Linked DNA regions of Astyanax mexicanus: region 2 is linked to region 1. Evidence: chromatin contacts called from public Hi-C data. All regions are on one chromosome and are shown on one strand. The core of a region is the stretch at or near the end of the contact, and the rest is flanking DNA. Distances in the headings are between cores, read along the strand shown.

Evidence for each region. Hi-C and Micro-C count contacts between places; a contact is called where the count stands out from the background.
Region 2: a contact with region 1 is called in a Hi-C map of muscle, with 8 times the contacts expected there. The contact joins the promoter of idh3g here to the promoter of pa2g4b in region 1. A contact is called at or near these places in 2 of 3 Hi-C or Micro-C datasets (both in muscle).

Annotation. Positions count from the first base shown.
Region 1 is chr13:2,996,709-3,001,096 of AstMex3_surface, forward strand. It overlaps pa2g4b (proliferation-associated 2G4, b), which reads right to left and starts at 2,596. Exons shown (of 13, transcript XM_022677161.2): 1 at 2,404-2,596. The coding sequence starts at 2,488.
Region 2 is chr13:3,160,160-3,164,547 of AstMex3_surface, forward strand. idh3g (isocitrate dehydrogenase (NAD(+)) 3 non-catalytic subunit gamma) reads left to right here and starts at 2,496. Exons shown (of 14, transcript XM_022677160.2): 1 at 2,496-2,623; 2 at 3,949-3,996. The coding sequence starts at 2,543. It overlaps fam3a (FAM3 metabolism regulating signaling molecule A), which reads right to left and starts at 1,363. Exons shown (of 10, transcript XM_022677180.2): 1 at 1,038-1,363.

The DNA of each region.
Region 1 (4,388 bases), core at 1,346-3,845:
TTTTTGTCTGAGGAGCTGTACATTCAGGAATCAAATCATCATATGGGATGTTTTGCTAATAACTAATAAAATAAATATATATTTTTTTCTTACATGTTTAAAAAAACTTTAATTAATTAAATTGTGTATGTGTGCAGTAGGGGCGTGTCATATTGTTTGTTTTTTTTGTTGTAAAAAAAATACCCTAAAAGATATATTATAAAGTTATATTAATTTAGGGCCATATCACACACAACTAATGTGCAGGAATATATAATATATTAACATAATATAGTATACAGCATTTGCCTACATATATTGGTTAAAAATAAAAACCTAACAATGTAGTCCCACACTGTAGGATTTTTCTACTAACAGGGACACTTATTTTTCTCCAAAAATGATTAAATAAAAAAAATAATAATAAAATAACTTAAGTAACACCTAAGTAACACCCAGGCTAAATTATAAGAACCAGGACACTAATGATTAGTGATTAACTAATAATGCTATTTTTTTATTCTTATTCACAAAATATTATATTTCAAGAAAATATACAAATTTTAAACTGGTTAATTTCCTTTAAAAAACTTCAGTAACACACAGTCATTCTTGAAGAAAGTAAAAGAAGCACTTAAAAAAGATCTGAAATCATTTCATTGTGGTAATATAAGACTTTAACAGGCGGGAACATGTGTTTCGTAGCTAAACTGTAGAAATATAACAGCTGTTTACTAATAATATACTATATTACGATGTTTGAATTTGTTTTGTATATAATTTTTATATATGTTTCTTACATTTAATAAGTTTAATACTGTTAACTAATTCACACGCGTTCACTTCAGTGTCTCGGTAGTGCGCTGCACGAGGTTCACGTTGTCTTCTGGTTTCAATTTTCCAGTCCACCTTAAATGGTGCAGCAGCTACAGAACATCTATAGAGGAGACTGCCCACTGGAGAACGGGCTGCGCGCTTGTCCGACACTAGAGGGCGCTCCCGAGTGAATAAACTGATAATTGATTAAGAGTAAAATCATAGTTTATAAATGTTTGGTCATTTTAGGTCAGTGTAACGTTTATTAAATAAATGTTATGACCGTTTGAGGCTAAATGCAACAATAGAAAACTGGATGTAGAAACTAATTATTTCATTTTTAATGTAGTGCAGTGTACAAAAAGTCCAATTTTAGTTCTCTCATCTCTGCCCCTCAAAATCATAATTTCAGGAAAAGATGATTAATGATATGATAATGAAATGATAATTCTCATTTTTTGCATAATACAAGTTGGATTATACAATCAAATTAGTGTTTGAAAAACTCGATAACTAAAAAATTGGTAGAAAATCAATTTCTTCATTTTAAATGTAGCTTGATACAGTCAGAAAATGAACTTTTAAACGTTACACTGACTATCTAAAAACGTAAAAATTCAGCAATGCACAAATCATTTTTAACGCTTTAAACTTAAAAAAAGGCTTTTTAAACTTTAACCTTGTTAAACAGCTAGCTAGCTTAACTCATCTACCAGACTAAAAAAACTTGTCCTTTGTAGGAAAATATGAACAACAAGCAAGTTTGTCCCTGCTTTTTTTAAACTAAAATAATTTAATTCACTTTAATATCAAAATATATTATATGGAGTACTCATCAAATAGTAGCTTTATAAACATGCTCTGGCTTTATGTCAGCACACGGTAGCAGGAATGCTAGCGGCTTCACTGGACAAAAACAGTTTGTTGTAGACAATTTGACAAAAATAAATATATTTTCTTTGCGTTCTTAGACAAATATTTAATGTAACTTTCCAAAACCAATAGAATATCCTGAATAAATAGTTGTGCACCATTTTTAATTTGACGTTTTAGCCGTTTAGCTCCATTCACTCCCATTCATTGAGTGCTCACTCGCGGGCGCCCTCTAGCGTTTGCAGTCATTTTGCGATATAACAGCATTAAAAGTTTATGGCAGTCTCGCCATAAAACCAGCCTGCACTCTAGCAACTCCCGCTCTGCTTCTCTACAGGCGCCACAGCGTGACTGCTCCATTATTTAAGGTGGACCGGAACACACACTGAAACCACACGCCAACTTTAGCTAGCTTCCTTAACGCGCGCGCTGCAGCAGCTGCTACTGCTCTCCACATGCACGCGCGCAATACTCCGCGCCATAGGGCTTAACTACAGCTAATCTGACACGTTCTAAGCGAATTCTCCACACCGTGTTCACACAGTAAAGCGGATTAATTCGGTTTAAACGCATAAACTCGCTGTGAACGAGCCCCGCTCTCTCTTATCCGAGTCTTTTCCGTGGGAGGAGGCGGCAGCGAGCGGGCGGGCAGACACATGGCCGTACAGGCGCTAAGTTCCACCGAGACTCGGCTCCACCGAGCGGCTCAAACCTCCGGCTTCCAGCCGCACTTACGGTTCGCTATGTCCGCCCCCATCTTGTACTTGGTGACCACCAAGTCCTCGGCGATGGTCTGCTCCTGCTGCTCGTCCTCTGACATGTTTTCTCTCGGCGGATCCGCGGACTGGAACTTTTCTCTTCGGGCTGAAGCCACGCTCAGATCCTCACACACGCGCTACCGATGCCCGACTCGGCAGGGAATCGTTCATATGAGTCGGTTCTTTTCAACACGTTCAAACCGACCGATCAAACTGATTCGCAACGGAAACCGAACGTCAGAAACCCTCCAAAAATAACAAAATAAACAGAGGAGTAAAAGTAATGTAATGAAATCCCCTATTTATAAGTACAGTATATTAATATATATTATATAATATATAGTATATTAAATAAATGTATAATAACTATACTGTATTTATTTAACTACTATTTAACTAATGAAGGTTATTAAGGTGTGGGAACGAGGTAATTAAATCGTAGCCATTAAGGCATTGCCACAACGTCCTTTTGCTTTACAGCTAAAAAAAGTTAATTTTAATAAATAATCTTGCGGTGATCCTAAGGTCACAAGGTCTTTTTAAGGCATGGGAATGTGAACCTAATGTGTAGAAACAAGATTATTAAGATATGGGAACAAGAAACTTATGCATAGAAATTAGATAATTTAGGCATGGGAACAAGATAATTAGGCGTGGGAATGAGATCCTTTTTACATTTTATGGAAATGCAGAAAAAGTATATTTAATGTGTACTTTTATAAAGAATATTATATAGAACATGTATATTAGATATTCTTTACCTAATTTTAACGTACTATCCGGCCGTGTGTACTGGGTGATTCACTGAGTCGACTCATCATCATTATATGTATGGCAGACTTGACATGCGAATCAGTGACTCGTTAGATTGGAAATCGGTTCAGTAAACTGAACAGATCTTCTGTACGCACGCACTACTAGGCCAATATGGCCGCGCACTGTACAGCCCATCAAAATAAAGGTCCTTCCACAGCGGATGGTCGAAGGTCAATATTCTTCCTAGGCTCATGCAGGCAGTTTAAACAAGAATCCTTCATAAATATTATCCATGTAACAGTAATATATAAAACTATAACGCGCTGGTGGAGAACAAGAGTGACTTTTGTGGTGAAAAAATATTGTAATTAACATATTTTTCTTTAATTGTATCCATTTCCATGTAATAATTTCTGGATTAATGCAATTAAGGACTATTGAGACTATTAAGTATTATTGATAAATACCTTTGATGTGTTATTTTTATTATAGTGAGTACAAATAGAATATTTGCTTCTTGATCAGTCTTTCTGGGTAAATATTTTATCCATAAAATAAAATATAAAAAATAAAACAAAACATGCCTTATTTAACAAAGACTTCTACTCCTACATATATAATTAATATACACTTAATATACTCTTGTTTTTCTGTACCTATCTCACCCGTTATATCAGTAAATGACTGTTGACCTGTTGAGTGAGCACAAATTGAATGGCGGTGAATGGAGCTAAAGGGCTAAAACTCTAATTAAAAATAGTAACTAAATACTTTTTTGTAAATTGTTTTAATTTTATAAAGTATATTGAAGCACCTAATTAAAATCACAAAGCAAACTTACATGTATGATGCTGGAGTTACAGCCAAAGCTTTTAAAATTGTGTATGTGGTGCTAAAATATTATTTTCTTTTGTGTTGAAAAAAAAAAAAAAAACTACATTTCCCAATATAAAAATGACCAAACATATATATTCTTTGATTTTGCTCAGTTGTTCCTTTAGGCTCACTCTTAAAAAATATAACAACAGTTCACTTGAGAATAAAGAGTGAAGCACAGAGGGAGGGAAAGGAGCATTTTCCACTCATAATCAGTTACAGGGCTGCTGTGATTACCGTCAGTTATCTACATTTATAACCTGCTGATTATAAATGCTGTAATGTTACAGTTGGATAATACAGTATCCAGATTTTGCCATGGTGGCATCT
Region 2 (4,388 bases), core at 1,246-3,745, 160 kb after region 1:
TTTAAGGTTAAATCCTGATGTAACATAAGTGACCACAATTTTGTAACATGTTTTGTAACATTTTGCAGTTCTAGAAACAGTTTGAATGGTTTACAGTGGTTGGAACAGACCTGCAGAAGCAAGAAACAAGAAGTACACATTTAAAAGAAGCTAGTTTTATCTTCAGCACTAACACACATAACTACAATATGTAAAAATGGTCAGATAAATGAGCTTAGATTTACACACTGTCCTGCTCTCAGGATGTTCAGTATGAGTCACTGAGGGACTTCATGAGTAAAAATGGTGTAAGGAACTTTATACAGCTTTTAAAGGGTTTGTTTTTTGGATTAATTCTATGAAGTAACCAAAACTGTAATTCTAAAACTTTCAAAGTCAAAAGAGTCCTGGATCTTAATCTAACACAAATTTCTCTTCCAAAAAAACGCTTATATGGGTGAGTAAAGCGTTTCTGTTTATTTACAGTAAGCTTAGATTTCCTTTATTTGCCTGAAAAATCCAAGAAGAGAGTCTCCACCACGCTACTTTGGTATGTGGATACTCAAAATATGAAGATCAGACAATCAATAATGTCCAACCATCTGCGTCTCACTGCTATCAGAGGCAGCTCAGCCAATCAGATCTTCCTCCTGCCCCGCTTCTAAACCCATACATCACCCAGTGCCCCTCCCAAACGTTTCCTCTATTTTTTTTTAAAATCAGCAAAAATCAGGGGGGATTAAGTGTCCCTTCAAACACTTAAAGTAGCTACTTGCTAGCTAGCCTTAAGCTATATAAGCTAAACTAGCTAACTACTGAAACGCAAATAACTTAGAAGAGTTTTGTATGTTTGCAGTCTCTCTGTATGTCAGTCACGTCTGTAGCTTGGGTAGCTAGGGTGGGGAGTTTGCTCGCTAATGCTAATTATTCAGCTAACCTAGCAACCTTCACTCCCAACAGCTATCACCAGCACTAACGTTACCAGCGTTACTGTCTAATTCTAATATAACACCAGCTCATAAGCTCTAGTCTGCTAATAAAAATAAAGATAATCTCACCGTCTGAGAGCTGCTGAATGTCTCAGTAGTTCTATGGCGGACTGTAAGTTTCCAATAGCAGCAGAACAACAACAGATCAAGACATGTTTCCTCAGCACAGATCCTCCACTTCACACAGAAACAGCGTCAACAACACAGCAACATCCGCCGGTAAACTCGGTTAATCATTAACTAGATTAACTATCCAAATCCGAGCACTCGGTTCTACAGCTACAGGTAACGTTAGTTATTTCTACTGGAAGAACAGGACTGATTCGCATGTGAACGTTCCGCTTTAGACCGACAGCACTTTCGTCACGACGCGTGCGCTCCAACCTCGTGCTGGAAAAAAATTCATTCATTTTGTAGAACCGATTCTTACGAACGGTTCGTTCCAATGAACCGAATGTTTGATTCAGTGATTTGGTTTAGAGTGTTTTTTACTGAGATTATACACGGCAATGGTGTTTAAATACGTTTAATATCGCGGTCGTTTAAAGTTAACGTCAAATAACTATATATTACGCATACAACGGGTAAAGAATCAATATTAGGTTAGAAACAAAATGATTCACTTGTAGATTGAATCGGCTCAAACGATTCACTGAACGGAATGGTTCTAAAACCCGTTTTTTATTTTTATTTACTTGTTTAATTATTTTATTTTGTCAACAAGTAAAAAGAAAAATATTTAATTTAATGTTTCAAACCCAGCACCCTTTGTCATATAGAATTTATTTCCTGAATTTCACTATATCCTCTGAATTACAATCTCATTAAGAAATCAAAATCAAAACGCACATGGTTCTATATTGCTGTGTACTGAGATGGCCTTTTATTTGTGGCCTCAACAAACCTAGTAAGCTTTACAAAGTGGATTTGGCAGTAGTAACCTGTCATATAAGTGTCTGATGAAGGCAAAAGGGGAAGGATATATAAAGATGCATGTCAATAACTTATTGAAGCATGGGAACAAGATCCTATAGAAGGAAACTACTTATTAAAGCATGGAAATGAGCTCCTTATGCATGACGACAAGTTATTAAAGCATGGGAATGAAACTACTTATTAATGCATGAAAATGCCATGGTTAAATTTACTAGTAATCCATATAAAAACTGCCTTGCACACCTATAGGATCTCTTCCCACCCTTTAATAATTTGTTGCCATGCTTTAATAATTTGTTTAGATGCATTAGGATCTTGTTCCCATGTTCATTATCTTTTTAGGCCACCTCAACAAGGTAGAAAAAATAGTTTTTAATTTATTATGTTATTTTATTTGGATTTTTACATCAGGGACAGTGAATGTCAGCTGTAGTTGTAGTTTAGGAAGTTCAGTATCTGAGATTTTTGTTGTGCATTTTAGTGTGTTATGTTGGTTTAAGCTTTAGGTGTGGTTAAATGTCAGTCTCGATGCTATTAAAGTAACTGCTTCAGGGCACAGTGTTGAAAACACAGCAGTGGAGCACCCGCCCCGGAATCTGTTCCAACAAGTAGTTCAGGGTCTGAGACTCAGAGGAAACATGGCCACCTCCAGAGCTCTGCTGTCTCTCTCCAGATCTCTCCAGCCCGGGTGGGGAGGACGGCTGGGCAGCGCTGTGAAGGCAAGAAAAGATTTATTAAGATTTAGCTAATTAATTAGTGTAGTTACTGCTTTGATTAGTTAGAGATTATGTGGATAACCCACTTTATTACTGAGCTAGCTGTAGCATCTCAGTCTGACTGTAAGTTAGCATTTCAGTATAGCTTTTAATAAAAAGACTAAAAGCTAAAATAAAGTCAACAAGTATCCTAACCGAGCTCACAGAAATCTTAAGATGTAGCTGTAAAAACAGAAGAAGCGTGTGGAAATCTTAGAACCTGTGTGTGAGCTAAGGTTAAAGTTGTAAAAACATTAGCCATACTAGCTAACTAACTTGCTAACTGGCTTACCGTTAGCTCCTTCCTGAATTCCTGATAACCTGTTAGCTAAGCTAAGCTAACTAGCTGCCGCCTGCCTGATACTGACACTTCCACATACCGTCATTTACTGCTTTCACAAGGTCACACCAGTTCAGCTCAAATATAACTAAATCGTGTTTAATAGGATTTATAGCTTAATATAATATAAAATAGTATGATATTTCCCCCACCTAAACTACAATACAGCACATATAATATAATTATTATATCTATTTAATTATTTGGGGATACTGAGTAACGTTAAGTTGAGTAATGTGAGTAATGTTTGATGCAATCTCGTTATTTTGAGCTACTTAGTCATTCTTTTTAAATGTTCTCTCATTATTTTGAGTTGCCAAGTTGCTATTTCGAGATGATATCTCATTATTTTAAGATGCCAAGTCGTTATTTTGAGATATTTAGTCATTATTTTTAGATACCATCTTATTATTTTGAGATGCTATCTCATTTTTTGAGTGGCCAAGTCGTTATTTTGAGATGCCACGCTGTTAGTTTTGAGATGCTTTCTCGTTATTTTTGAGATGCTATCTTATTGTGTTGAGATGCCACGCTGTTATTTTTGAGATGCTATCTCGTTATTTTTGAGATGCTATCTTATTGTGTTGAGATGCCACGCTGTTATTTTTGAGATGCTATCTCGTTATTTTTGAGATGCTATGTTATTATGTTGAGTTGCCAAGTCGTTATTTTGAGATACCAAGTTATTATTTTGAGATGCGCTTGTATTATCTTGATATAGTCTTTAGTTTGAGATACTGAGTATTATTTTTTATTAGTAAACTAATTATTAGTATATAATGTCATTATTTTAGATGGCAAGTCATTATTTTGCGATGCTATCTCTTTATTTTAAGATGCTATCTCTTTATTTTGCGATGCTATCTCTTTATTTTAAGATGCTATCTCTTTATTTTAAGATGCTATCTTATTATTTTGATAAGATAAAAGCAATTTATTTTCTCTTCAGGTTTCTGGAGCAGCAGCCTCAAGTCGAAGAGATAAATCAACACACACTGTGAGTTTTAATGACACTTTAATATACAGAAGTGATAATAGACTACATAATAGGTAATAATGCCTTTTTAGTAGTTATAACTAGCTATTTGCTTTTATTTAGTCTTTATAGTGTTGATGTAAAGAACTTCGAATTGTTATTGTGTGTACAAAAGTTCAGTTTCTAATAAATGTTAAAAGTGGTTACTGTATTTGCCATGAATAAACGTTAATATTAATTTTGTTGCAGTAGTGTAGTCTTAAAATAAAAAAAAACATATTTTGTTTAGTGTCAATATAATAATTATATTGCCAATAATAATTATCTCATACATTCCTTGAAATATCGTGATTTTATTTTTGGACCATATCGCCAGTCCATAGTACATAAAACAAAAGTACATTAATAGTCAT